2 separate regions of the Gossypium hirsutum genome follow, and region 1 is linked to region 2. A link is a contact called in public Hi-C data. All regions are on one chromosome and are shown on one strand. Each heading gives the region's core, a stretch centred on a gene start, on an enhancer-like site or on the middle of the called end of the contact. The rest is flanking DNA. Distances are from core to core; before and after follow the strand shown. Region 1 holds the start of LOC107951176. Region 2 holds the start of LOC107951171 (auxin response factor 9).

Region 1 (7,042 bases), core at 2,612-5,111, 550 kb after region 2:
CCTTTCTCAGTTTTACTTTGGACGACTACCATTTTTATTTTTATTTTGCATTGGAGCAGAGAAAATAGCTGATACAATCGCGCTAATCAGAAACGGAAACCACCATTTTCGGAAATACATAAAAACAAAGATGGCGACTATTTTATATTAATTACGGTAGTTCGATCTCCCACTTCCATAGTTTTTACTTATTGTTTCTTTTCTTCATTAAAAAATAATAATAATTCCCTCTCCTCCTGCTGTCTCTCTTTGCAAATGTTTGGAAATTTCATCTTTTTGCCTAAAAAATAATATTTTTACAGTTATATCTCTGTCCCTTTGACTGCAGATTGAAAGGAAAATAATTAGTTTTTTTCTTTTTTCCTAATTTTTGTTGTTGATTTCTTCATTCAAATGTTTTTCGGTTGAAACAAAAGAAGAAGAAAGACAAAAACCCGAAATGTCTGTCGTAGATGTTGCTTTGAGTCCGGTTCGTCGAGAAGCGGTTCACTCTTCTGGTTATTGCTATAACCAAGCGGGTGACTCGATCTTGATTTACCTTTCGGTTTCCGGTTCGGTGATTCCGATGCGGGTTTTAAAATCCGATTCGATAGCCTCCGTCAAGCTTCGGATCCAGACATGTAAAGGCTTTGTAGTGAAGAAACAGAGGCTTGTTTTTAAAGGCAGAGAATTGGCTCGCAACGATTCGCTTGTTAAAGACTACGGCTTGAAAGGTGGGAATTTTTTGCACCTAGTTTTAAAACTTTCCAATCTTTTGCTCATCACTGTAAGAACAAGTTGCGGGAAAGAGTTTGAATTGCATGTTGATAGGTTTAGAAATGTTGGGTATTTGAAACAAAGGATAGTTAAACAAGGGAAAGGTTTCGTTGATGTTGATGAACAAGAAATCTTTTGTAATGGTGAAAAACTCGATGATCAAAAACTAATTGATGATTTATGTAAAGATAGTGATGCTGTGATTCATTTGATGGTTCAAAAATCAGCCAAAGTTCGAGCTAAGCCTGTTGAACCGGTTAGAGATTTCTGGTTTGAACCAGTTATTTTGAACCCCAAAGTGAAATTGCCTTGTTTTATGTGGGATATGATGCATTCTACATTTGATGGGTTGGATTTGGGGAACCAGCCAATTCGATCACCGGAAGGGACAGGAGGGGTTTACTTTATGCAAGATAAGTTGGGGGTTGATTATGTTTCGATCTTTAAACCGATCGATGAGGAGCCGATGGCAAATAACAATCCACATGGAGTCCATGGATCATCAAATGGTGAAGGGTTGAAAAAGGGTACAAGAGTTGGAGGAGGAGCAGTGAGAGAAGTGGCTGCTTATATATTGGATCATCCCAAGAGTGGACCTCGGTCTTTGTCTGGTGAGATGTCGGGGTTTGCTGGTGTCCCTCCTACTTGCATGGTTCAGTGCTTGCACAAAGGGTTTAACCATCCAAATGGGTATAAATGTGCACCTGAGAATGTTAAGGTTGGGTCCTTACAGATGTATATGAAGAATGCCGGGAGTGGTGAGGATGTAGGTCCAGGAGGTTTCCCTGTGGAGGAAGTGCACAAGATCAGCGTGCTCGATATAAGAATGGCAAATTCCGATCGACATGCCGGTAATATCTTGATTGGTAAACGGGAAAATGACCAAACTGTGCTTATTCCAATTGATCATGGCTACTGCTTGCCTGAGAATGTAAGTTTATATATAGCTATATCATTCTAGTAATGCGTTGCATCTTTGTTGTCTAACCCTTTTTTTTTTTTTTAATCTATTTGCAGTTCCAGGATTGCACATTTGATTGGGTTTATTGGCCACAATCACGACAGCCTTACTCCCAAGAGACTATAGACTATATAAAATCACTGGATGCTGAACAAGATGTTGCACTTCTGAGATTTTACGGGTGGGATGTTCCCGTCGAGTGCGCTCGCACGCTCTGTATCTCGACCATGCTTTTGAAAAAAGCGGTCGAACGGGGTCTTACCACTCCCTTTGCTATTGGAAGCATCATGTGCAGGGAAACTGTGAACAAGGAATCTGTGATTGAGCAAATTGTAGATGAAGCTCAAGATTTGTTGCTTCCAGGCATGAGTGAAGCTGCATTTATGGAGACTGTGTCTCAAGTCATGGATTCTTGGCTTGACAAGCTCACAAACTAAAGCTACCTATATGGTTTGTTCATGGTACATATTTGAATGTATTGAGTTAATGATGAGTCCATTTTTGTATGGACCACAAATTATGTCAATGTAGATGGCTTATCCTTCATAGGAGATTGAAGCTTTCCTTTATTTATTTATTTATTTTTATAACTTTATCAAGTTATTACTTGATCCTGTATTAATATGTTGAACAGATTCAAAGATAATGAAATAATAGGTAGCCATTGATGATTGGGTTTGATGTAAAACTTGCATATATTGGGTTTTTTATGTGTAATTTGATGATTGTTTTGGACCATATATCGTTTCAGAAAGGTAAACTAAAAATGGGCCAAGATCAGCCATATCCAACGTTCTCTTAATATTTTACTCAACCCAAATTAAAGGTAGGTCATGTCAAAGAGCCTTTCTATTTTCCCTTTCTGAAATATGGAAGTAATGGGTGAGTTTAAACATGACCATCGGATTTTGATCTGCACTGTTACTACAGGGGTAAGTTTTTTTTGGATTGAGTTGGTTGAATTATTAAGTCATTGATTTTTAATTTGATGGATTTGATTGCGGATTTAATTTAAATTAATCAAATTATTAAATTCTATTGTTTTTAAAATATTAAAAATTAAAAAACTTCTAACTCAATCGATTGTTTTTTTATTCTTTTTCAATCGATCCAATAAGCCAATTCAATTTGGTTTTAACAACCTTAATTGGAGTAAAATAATTTCTCTAATTTTAGGGTCATGTTTGAGGATGATATCAGAACGAGAGATATACAAATTGGGTCGGACAAACAAAAACTCATCTCACCTGACCCTGTAAGTAAATAAAACCAATTTTAATCTATAGAGCAGTGGTAATTAATTATGATACTCCCAACTTGAGTGTGGAATTTCTATGCGCAAATTAATTTTTTTAAAAAGTTTTTTTTTTCTATCCGTTCATACAATTATTGGCAGAAGAAACCCAAGGAAGCTTATATTGAAACACCCACAATTCTTACTGCAGTAAATTTAGCAAATTTCTGTCATTTTCCACTGCCACCGCCACCGCCATTGAAATTGTTGTTTCACTTCTTACAAGAAGACCACTGATTTGTTCCAACACACCAAATAGACCACGCTTTTGCCGTTTGACAATCATTCCACTGACCATGTGGAAAGGCATCAATTTTTCTTTACCTAAAGCTTTTTCCTTTGACTCCTATATGTAAAAACAAGACAGTAGTTACCTTTCGACTTACCACCCTTTCTTTTTCATTTTTTACTATTCTTACCCTTTTTCATTTTTTTGGATATCTTATCCAGTATTTATCTGATTTTCTAAATACCAATTTAACTACAATATTTTGTTCTACCAATCTTCAAACATCTACTTTTAATAATGCTCTTTGAACAAAATTTCTTATTTTTCATATTTGAGTGTTAAAATTCTATATAAAATACTATATTTTGGTTAACAGTTAATAACCTAAATATTCCAGTTTTGTTGCGAAAAATCAAACACATCCCAAACTAGAAAGGAAAAAAAAGAAAAAAAGATGAATCTTAAAACTAAATAACTGAATTTTTTTTTTCATAATTTCCGCCTCCAAACTGCAAATTCTTACAATTTGCATCATCTTCTTATCCATTTTTTCAAAAAAAAAAAAAATTCTCATCCTCTTTAAAGTTAAAAGTTAAGGACTAACATACCCTCACTTTTTCTTTTCAATTTTCTTCTTAATTAATTTTCCTTCTTTCTTTTTCATTCACTTCATCTTTGATTCAATGATTCCTTCCCCCAAAGCATAAAAAAAAACACTCAAAAATCTAAGCTTTGAATAGCTCCAACATAAACTCCAAATCCTTTCTTATAAAATGACAAAACCCAACCAAAGAAAAAGTCTTCCCTTTCACATTACTTTCCTTTCCCCCACTTTCTCTTCTTCTTAAATACTCTCTTATTTTCCCTACATCCAAACACTCTTTTCCTTCCCCCATTTCACTTCCTTTCTCTTTTTAGATCAACACCCAAGAAAAAAAAACACAGTTCGAATTTACAAAAATCATGGTGAAGTCTCAAAGGCCGCCATCTGGCCGTACAAATCTGGCATCATGTATTGTAGCAACCATTTTCTTGATCTTTCTTGTAATCATTGTTCTCATTGTTTATTTCACCGTTTTTAAACCCAAAGACCCTAAGATTTACGTTAATTCCATCCAGCTCCCTTCTTTTTCCGTCGGCAACAACTCCGTCAGCTTCACTTTCTCTCAATACGTCACCGTTAACAACCCTAACAGAGCCACTTTTTCTCACTACGACAGCACTATTCAGCTCCTTTACTCCGGATCTCAAGTCGGGTTCATGTTCATACCCGCCGGGAAGATCGAGTCGGGTCAGACTCAATACATGGCCGCCACTTTTGCAGTTCAGTCATTTCCCTTGGCGCAACCGAATCAAGCGGCGGCGGCCACCACGATACCTATACCTGGTGCTACTACTACGGTGGCGGCGACGATGACAGGGCCCGTTGGGGTGACAGCTGGGTTCGGCGGGGGTAATAATGTGAATCGAGTTGGACCAACGATGGAGATTGACTCTCGGATGGAATTAGCGGGTCGGATTCGGGTTCTAAATGTGTTCGCCCATCATGTGGATGCTAAATCGGAGTGTAGAGTCACCGTTGCTGGGAATGATGGGTCTGTTTTAGGGTTTCATTGCTAATTTTTTCTTCCTTTTTTTAATGTAATTTTAGACATTTAACAGCTTTTTTTTTCTTAAAATTTATCAGTTTTGGAGGATCTGGTGATTTGGGTTTTAAATTTTTTATACCCAATTTGTCAAAAAAACTGTAAAAATTAGAACTTTGATTGTTGTGGGTGCTGCAAGTAAGGTGTTTTTAGTATAAAGAAAGAAAGGTTTCAGCTTATGAGCATAATTTGTGAATTAATGAACTTTTTATTTAAAGGGATTAATTGAAGAGTAAGTAAAGGATGGATGCTAATGATAGAGTGAAGTGAGATTACTTTGTGGTGGGGCTTTTTGTTTTGGTTTTGGACCAATAATGAAGCAAAGGTGAGTTGAATTATGAGCTGGAAAAAAGGCAGCGCAAAATCCGGCTTGTTTTCCGTTTACTCTTTTTTTTTCCATTGTTCGAGGAAGGGCACTAATTGGGAGGTCAGAAAGTCTACGACGTCGTTTAAACTTTAAATTTTGATAGAGCAAAATTCAGTCAGTTGCAGATGGTTTGGGATCATCGTCGTCGGAGAATTAATTGCCCACCGGATTTCGATAAATGTGCCAGTGAGAAAATTATAATTAAGTGGGGAGAGTTGAGTTAGTGAGGTTAGTGGGACCCAAGACAGCGGAGCAGAAGAGACACTGAATATCATCACCAGTCAGTGTCCTCGAAATTCGATTTTATGTTTTTCTTTAGGTTAAAATCCTTCATAACTCCTTGGCCTTTTAGAGCATCTGGAATTTAGTTTTTTATAATTTAAGTTCAAGTTTTAACCTCGTTAATTTTTTTATATAATTTTAAGTTAATTATTATTTTATTTTTTAATTATATAATTATTAAGTAAGTTTTTTTAAAAAATATTACTTCAATAAATTTAACTATGTTTAGAGTTAAACTGTGATACCCTTAATCTTAAACCGTCATCAGAACAGAGTTACGATATATTATCGAATAATCAGACAATTTGTGATTAATAATTAAATAATTATCGAACATATTATATTATAAAATAATTATAAAGTCCCTTAATTAGACCCTCAAGGCCCAAAATAAGTATTAGAGGGGAATAGGGACTTGTTCGAGTGCTTCGAGGATTTTTTTTAACTCAATATAACCCCTTTATAAATATCTAACCTTCTCTGCAATTTCAAACTAGGACCAATCCAAAATCAATATTTGAACGAATGCAATTTCATGTTTAATCGTATTAAAATCATACATATAACATTTATTTGATAATTTACTCTATGTACATTTATATTACCATTAAAAATTAAATTAGAATTTCATTCATTCTATTCTAAATTTAGCACCAATTATACCATGTATATCATATAAATTTTCATACCATTTTATTAGTTTAAACACTAAAATACCAAATACCATTCTTTACAACAAAAATCATATAGCATTTTAAATTGACCAAAACAACACCTATGTACATGCCACTTTTACCAAAAGAAAAATACATTACCGAGTTTTGCGCTGGAGTCGGGATCACCTGGATGCTGAACTGAGACTCTGAACACCTATTAACCTATACACGGAAACAACCGTATGCTGAGTATTTTATACTCAATGGTATTACTATAATTCAAATTATAAACATAATAACCATATCATTAAATCATATAACTTTATTTATTTTTATTTTTTTACTAAATCAATTCAAACTTAAATTTGTCATTCTCAATATATTCATACAATTCAATTTAGCTAATCAACAGTTGAAATCACATACATTTATGTTGAGCCATTATCCATCTCATGAACCATTGGTTCATGTTTTTCATTCTCATACTCACATTCAAATCACCTTTTTTTTTAATTCACGTTCCATTTTCACTTTTTTTTAATGGCTTATCAATTAATTTTATTCAGTTTAACATTTCCTTTAATTACCCCTATTAACAGGCTCGGAATTTGGCGGATACACAGATCCAACCAAACACTCCAGTATGGCACCCAATGCCTCATCAGATAGTTCGAAGCAAATAATTGACACCCAGTATCTCATCGGCCAAGCCGAAGTAAGTTGGTACACAGTACCTCATTGAATCTCTCCGAAGTAATATAGTGACACCTAGTGTCTCATCGACTCGAGGTTGAGGCATCCTGCATCCCTGAACACTTCCAATCCTATAGTATGCCAACTATATCCAACTC
Region 2 (7,273 bases), core at 1,849-4,348:
ATTCAAAGAAAGAAAATATGCTTCACCTAGAGCAGGAATTTCAGCAGTTGGTCTAGGCCTTTTGTTCTTAGCAGCAACAGGTTGACCCAGAGTTGGTGGAATAGGAGCAGCGAAGGGTTCTATCTCCCATGGTGAAACCCTGTCAGGTCTTGGTATAGAGGCAGGTTCATCCCATTGTACCTATTGGCAATAACTGATTATAGCTATAATGACAAAATAAATCAAAATGAAGTTTAAGAAAGCATAACAACTTACCTTCAATGAACGCCATTTTGAATCTTTCCAGTAAGGAGAAAAGTCTTCAACCCCAACGATTGTGCCAGAAAACCTTATCAATCAAAATATGTTCGTAAGTATTACAGAAGACATTGAACAATCACCAATCCAAAGCAATCATGTGCTTAAGTTTCACTACCTTCTCTCAGGAGAATCCTCTCCTTCAAATCTCATCTTAAACCTCATGCCAACTGTAAACTTATTGCTCAGAGCCTCTAAATATTTGTTCAACCCAATAATGAACTGACTTGTCCTGATATTTCACACAAGATGGTTATAAGTAAATAAATATCATTTTCATCTCATTTTGGAAAATCTGTAATTATCATACCTTGGTTTATAGTAGACAACAAAGAGGGTTTGTGTTGAAACGGCATGAGATGCAGTTGCTAGTACTCCTAAATGCATGCTCTGACTTGAAATCACTGATGTAGGCATGCTGCTCTGTTGATGAGCAACACGCCTCACTCCAACGCGCAGCTCCCCATTTTCCCCTCTACGAAACCAAGTATCAAACAAATAGCTCATCAGCTACATGAAAAAAAAAGAACAAAAAAAAAAGAACATAACCATCAAAGGCCGAACAAGATCAATGCACCACCACACAAGCATCAAGGATATCAGAAAATGGAAAAGGCATCTACCTCAAGAACACAAAGGAATCACCAGCTACTAATCTCTTTGAAGTAACAAATGTACTCCATCCCGTTGTGAGCAAATGCCTCCTTGGCTGGCCTGTTCATTCAAACCATATACAATTTACATAACGCAAGTGATTTGCCCATCAGTAGCGGAGGTGAGTCATACATGGAATTGACAGCAAAAACATAAAAGCTTAGTATTAACCGACTAAAGTTGAAAGATAGTTATCAGATCCTTTGTTACCTCTAAAAATATGCTTAAAGCGCCACTCATAGCCATGAAGATCCTTGGCAACCAATTCCTGGGTTGGCGTTGCCTGGTTCATGTCCTAAAAGACATCCATATAGAGAAATCAATACAAAGAAGATTTAGAAAGAAGACAAAAAGGCGAAAAAAGAGATCTAGAAATTGTACCAGTGGAGGAAGGCATTCAGTGGCATGTTTGCGAAGAACAGAAAAACCTCCATGAGTGCTGGTATCAGAGGCTGTTAAAACCTTGCAGAAAGAATGGACAGTAGGTTTTGGAGGCTCCGGAAGACATGCATCAGGAGTTGTTGGCTCAGGTTGCTATCCATGCCAAAAACATGATTAGAGATCACTACTATCAAACAATAAAAGAAAAAGAAAACCCAACTCCCCTGCATTCTAATACTGGAAGATTTTCAAATAAAAAACAAATAAAATTGGTTCTTACATTTGGCTCCGGCATCAAAGTTATTTGTGCATAAACTTCATCTGTTTCTTGTTCAGCCTACAAACATGGTAACAATAAGTGCATAAAAAGTTACTCCCAAATCAATCATGTTGATAGAATACTATAATGGTCCACTAGGTCCACATGACTTACGATCTGACTGAAACCCCAATTTATTGAGCCAGTGAATCCTTCTCAGAAAAGAGAAACTATTTATTCAAAGTTCAAGGTTTTACAATCTTTTCAAGATCAAAACAATAGAAAAAATGGTAACCTCTAAATATATTACCCACTTCCTTTTTCCGCTCCGTTTTTTAAGCAATCAGAAGTTCAAAACACATCTAGAGATTGCTGTGGCCTATGCAAAGTCAAATCAAAAACCAGAAAGAGAAAATTACCAGAAACTGAATGTGAACAACACTGCAAAGTATCTTCGATGGAAGATTAAACAAAGGAATCCTCTGATTCAACTCCTGATTCGTCGACGCTTCCAACTAAAACAATCCCTCGCCAAAATAGCAAAATCCCAATCAATAACCCAAAATTAACCATTTCTATAAAAGGACATAATTCCAAATAAAACCAAACAGGAATATTTTCGACACAAAAATGAAAAAAAAAAACGAAAAACGAAAAGAGGCTTTACCTGTTCCATATGTCCTTGAGGAAAATAATAGACTCTCTCTCTAGCTCGAGGAGCCTCAACCAGGGGTCCCGCACATAACTTCCATAACTCCATGTACAGATCATCCCCTCCATTTCCTATAACTCAAAAAAGAAAGTGAAGAAAAAAAAGGTTTCAAAAATTTTCCAAAAAATCAAAGAAAAATAAAAAAATTAAAGAAAAATATAGAATCAACGTTCAATCTATTTGAATTCTTTTATTTCGTTTACCTTCGGAGGAAACATTATTTGTCTGTGAAAACACCCCTCCCCGATTCGCCATTATTGAACTCTCTCCGACTCTTCAAGTCAACAACGAGCAACAGCAACAAATTTGGAACAAAAAACCTCCAAAGAGAGAAGCTAAATCCTCCAAAAACGCTCTAATAAACCTTATTTTACACTCTTAAGCACCACAATAAAAGCCAAATAATTACGAAACTGCTCGAATTCCTGATAAAAAAATCTACACCTCCCTCACACTATTTTTCCTCCCTCCCTATCGTAACCGTCGCGAGATCCAACTACCGTAACGGAAAACAGCTTTAACCGTCCAAATCCGCCGTCGTTCACCTCGCTTTCAATATAGCTTTTCGCTGCTCTGTAAAAAGGAAACGCCGTTAGCAGAGAGAATCAACCTAAAATCCTACGCGCGACTCTTATGATACTCGGCTTTGCTCCCAATTCTTCTTTCCCTTTTTTTCCTTTTTTTTTTTAACTTTCTCTCTCTTTTTGTTTTGGGTTTCTAACAAAGGAGCCCTTTTTTTTTTTTGTAAATCGAGTGTGTAACGCCAATTTAACAAACTCTGGTTCCGGATTTAACTGAGACAGTCAGGGGATTAACGTGACGAGACCATTTTTTAACGGCAAACGATGGAAAGCCGTTTCTCAACGGCGTTTTAGGTACGGATGATGGGGGGGCATTGGGATGAGTGTGGTTGGGGTTAACGGTGTTATTTTTGACGTCTCTTTCGTTGGCTGCTTCGAAACAGGCAACAGGGTGGTTGGCTCGAGTTATAAACCCCAAAGACATTTGGGTTGGGGGTTTTTTATTTTTTATTTTCCTCTTGTTTTCTTACATTTAATTTAATTTAATTTATTTCTGTAGGTCAAATCTATTATGCTTAAATTTAAACTTTAATCTGTATACTTTAATTATATATTTTTATAATATTATTAATTAGTAAAAATAGTAAACACCTGATTAAAATATTAATGTAAAAATTTTAAAACATTTTATACCAACATAAATTTGCTTGCGTAGGGTAAAATTTCATAACGAATAAAATTGAAGGACCAAAATCTAAATTGAATTGAGGGTGGAAAAGAAAGTAGTAATAATTAGGGGGGGCATCTGCCACAGAGGAGTGCGGGGTCCACGTGAAACACGTGCGAAGTGTTGGATCTTGATGCTTTGTAACCCTGTTGTTGTACTTTTTCCCAGACAAACTGCGAGCGGTTCGGTGGTCCAACACTGTACACGTCACTCCCTTTTGCCGAAATGGAGTTCACACGTGGTTGGGTTTATGCGGGGCTCCACCTCCACATGTACTCTTGCTATAACGCCGTCGTTTTAGCACTTCAATTATTATTAGTTTATCATCAATCCGTCACGTTACTCGCATCCTTTCGTCATCAAGCAACAAGTAGTAGCGAGGAAAGGAAACAGTGACCCCACCCCCTTTGAAACGTCCAGATTCTCCACATTCACCCTCAAAAGTAAAAATATCAAATTTGAATATTTGCCTTGAGTCAATCTAAAACCTCTCCTCTTTTTTCTTTTTTTTTTTGGCATTCTTAATATTATTCAAAAGAAAACACCCACCAACTAACAATTTCGAAGGTTTAATTTTTTTATTATTAGAATTAATGGCAAAAAAAAAAAGAAATCTTAACCGGTATAGGTTTCGATCCAATTCAGGCTTATAAAATATATATATATTTTTTTGAAGATCCAGTTAACAAAAAGAACCCTTCTACCTCACTATAATTGTAAAAATATCCTTATTTAACATATAAATTAACTTAAAGTTTTATGTTATATTATTTAATGTAATTTGTTTTCGGATTTTACTATCCCATTAATGTTTATTACATTCTACTTATTTTTTCGTGAAACGTGTTATTGTTATGAAAAACATCTTTATTTAAAATTTTAAATTAAATTTATCATTAACTATACAAATAATTTATATTAATTACTATATTTCTATTAAGTTGTTTAATTATCATTTAAATTAACTACTTATATAACTTTTAAGACCTAAAAGATATTCTAATTCATTAGACCGACTCCATAATCATGAATGCCCAATTAAGAGTCAAGTATCATTTCGTAAGCAAAAAGGAAACAAATCAAACAGAGACGCAGATATTATGTTTTCAGCAATAAAGATTCACATCAATCTGTCAAACAAAGCAATTTCCATTCAAGCAAAGAGTCGAACAGGTGGTGAGCTATACCGTAAATCAGAAAAATTCGGAGAAGAAAGCCCAGCTGAAGTGGACGGTTAGAGAAAATCCAAACGTTCAGGAAGAGCTGAGTTTGACCAGTAAGGGTCTTGACTTGACAATGCAGGATAGAAATAGAGAAAAGGAGAGTAGCACAACGGGAGGTCGGCGAGAGAGAAACCGGAACGGGTACGACAAGGCTACTTTACATAGACTTGGTTTGGACAATGGACGATTTCAAATTGCATTACAAAGTAAAAGAAGAGTAATTTAATGTTACTTTTGTCACACCAATAGCAAGTAGGGGCATTATAGGGCATGCCCCATGACCCCCGTACTTAGCTACTTGCTTCAACGACGGACACCCTTACGTCACAATATTTTTGGCTCTTTCTTTCTTGGAAGGTAGATTATAGATATATATGTATGGTTAAAATCTATGAAATTCCTTATACTTTTTTGTAAATTTAAAATTTAGTGTCTGTATTTTTTTTAAAAATTAGTCTTTTTATTTTTTAAAATTTTAAAAATCAGGTCTAACTATTAACACTACTGAAACTATTTTGTTAAATTCGAGTTTATTAAAATTTATTTTTTAGTTATATGGCTAACAAATGAAGTATTTTTTTTATTTCAAAATGTCAAATCAATAAATTTAACAAAAAAATTTAATAATGTTAATAGGTAGACTTGAATTTAGAAATCTAAAATCTATTATGAACTAATTTTTTAGAAATAAAAGTACAAGAACTAAATTCAAAATTTGTGAAGAATGCAAAGACTTACTGAAGATTTTAACATATACGTAAAAGACCAAAATATGATTATTTTTATCTAATGGTATAATAATAAATTTAGCTATCAACACTTAATAATTTTTTTGTCAATTTGGCCCTTACTTTTGCTAAATTTGGGCATTCAACTTTCAAAAAGAGAGTCAAATCTCTTTTTTAATGAAAATATCAACTAAAATGTTATTTTTAACGATATTAGCATGGCAGTCTATATTTGTCTTATATGTCACATCAATAAATAATTGAAAAATTATATAAAAATTCAAATAATATGAAGTACACATAGATTGTCATGCAAGCTTCCATACTTAAAAATTAACATTTTAATCAATATTTATTTCAAAACATAACAATTTTAACTCCTTTTAAAAGATTGGTAGTCAATATTTTTTAAAAATTTAAGATCAAATTTAACTAAAAAAAGAGATTAAATTGAAAAAGATATAAATATTAAAAGTTAAATTTATAATTAACTCTCATTTAATTAATAATTAGCGGTATTTATTCCTCATTGATAAACTATAATAAGTAGTATCGCAATAAGGTAGCAAGTATTCTTGTTTGACCCCTATTGTCTAAATATGTCAAATAAAATCTATTACGTATTTTGAGATGAGAATCATTTGATGCCTTCCACACTTAGCCACCCATCTTATTCTTATGTGCACTCCTTTATTTTCCTTTATGATTAATATTTAATTGACCCACACTAGCTGTTTTTAAAATGATATTACTAATAAATATGAACCCTAGTGCTACATGTTTCATTGCTGGTGGCCAACTACAAGCTGCCGCTGCCAATTCAGCAAACCAATATTGCAAGAATCAAATTAGATTCTAATATTACCCGAAATTCACATATTTCATTTAACCATAACTAACTCAAAATTTATTCATCTTTTCAAATTTTAAATTCTATAAATAAGATTATAGAATTTGAAAACAACAAATAAGAATACACCTGTTATAAGTAGTGAAAGATAAGTTCTATCAACATAACAAATGCTTTAACCTCAACATAAATAAAATATTGTGGCACGTAGACAACTGAATCCGTCACAAGTCAAGTATGACATATCTGCTGTGGTTGCAAGCGCTTAATACAATAAGAAAATCAGTCCATTATGATCCAAAACGACTAGCAAAAATTGGCAAAAAAAAAAACCAAGCATCCATCAAATTGAAAAGGACAATGACAAAATCATCCATAAAATCACTTGTAAAAACAAGACTAAAAAACTTGTACAAGATAAGACAAAAATTTCTAGAAATGAAGACTTATTAAACAATAAAAAAATATAATATTTAAGACAATACGAATCCAAACTTGTGAAGATGACAATGATACATACAAAACAGATAGGCAAACTAAAAAGACATAAGGTATGTGGAGTGAACAAAGAGAACAAAGAAAGAAAAAGTTGATGGGAGAAAGGAAAGGAGAAAATAGATGAACAATAATCAACCCAGAGACTAACATCATCGCTGGACAAAACAAGGAAGGAGAAACAAACAATTTGGAGAAACAAATATTCTTTTATTCATCTTTTGAATTTATTCATTTATTTTCTTTATATTCAAACATGCATATATGATTTAGGAAAAATATATAGGAATTAAAATATAAATTTTTTTAGAATTTTACAATTTCTAAAATGTTGAAACTATAAATCTATTATTTTTGGAGGATTATAAATTTTGAAGTTAACATTTTACAATTTTGAAAGAGCTAAATATTTGAACAAACATATAT

Evidence for each region. Hi-C and Micro-C count contacts between places; a contact is called where the count stands out from the background.
Region 1: a contact with region 2 is called in a Hi-C map of leaf, with 1.7 times the contacts expected there. The contact joins the promoter of LOC107951176 here to the promoter of LOC107951171 in region 2. A contact is called at or near these places in 3 of 34 Hi-C or Micro-C datasets (callus and leaf).

The regions. Positions count from the first base shown.
Region 1 is chrA02:45,790,115-45,797,156 of Gossypium_hirsutum_v2.1, forward strand. It overlaps LOC107951176, which reads left to right and starts at 3,862. Exons shown (of 1, transcript XM_016886118.2): 1 at 3,862-5,065. The coding sequence starts at 4,204. The coding sequence ends at 4,860. It overlaps LOC107951174 (phosphatidylinositol 4-kinase gamma 2), which reads left to right. Exons shown (of 3, transcript XM_016886117.2): 1 at 1-156; 2 at 417-1,687; 3 at 1,774-2,405. The coding sequence starts at 440. The coding sequence ends at 2,154.
Region 2 is chrA02:45,238,175-45,245,447 of Gossypium_hirsutum_v2.1, forward strand. It overlaps LOC107951171 (auxin response factor 9), which reads right to left and starts at 3,099. Exons shown (of 14, transcript XM_016886113.2): 1 at 2,507-3,099; 2 at 2,259-2,374; 3 at 2,011-2,106; 4 at 1,613-1,669; 5 at 1,333-1,485; 6 at 1,162-1,246; 7 at 921-1,011; 8 at 608-772; 9 at 416-529; 10 at 256-328; 11 at 27-180. The coding sequence starts at 2,558.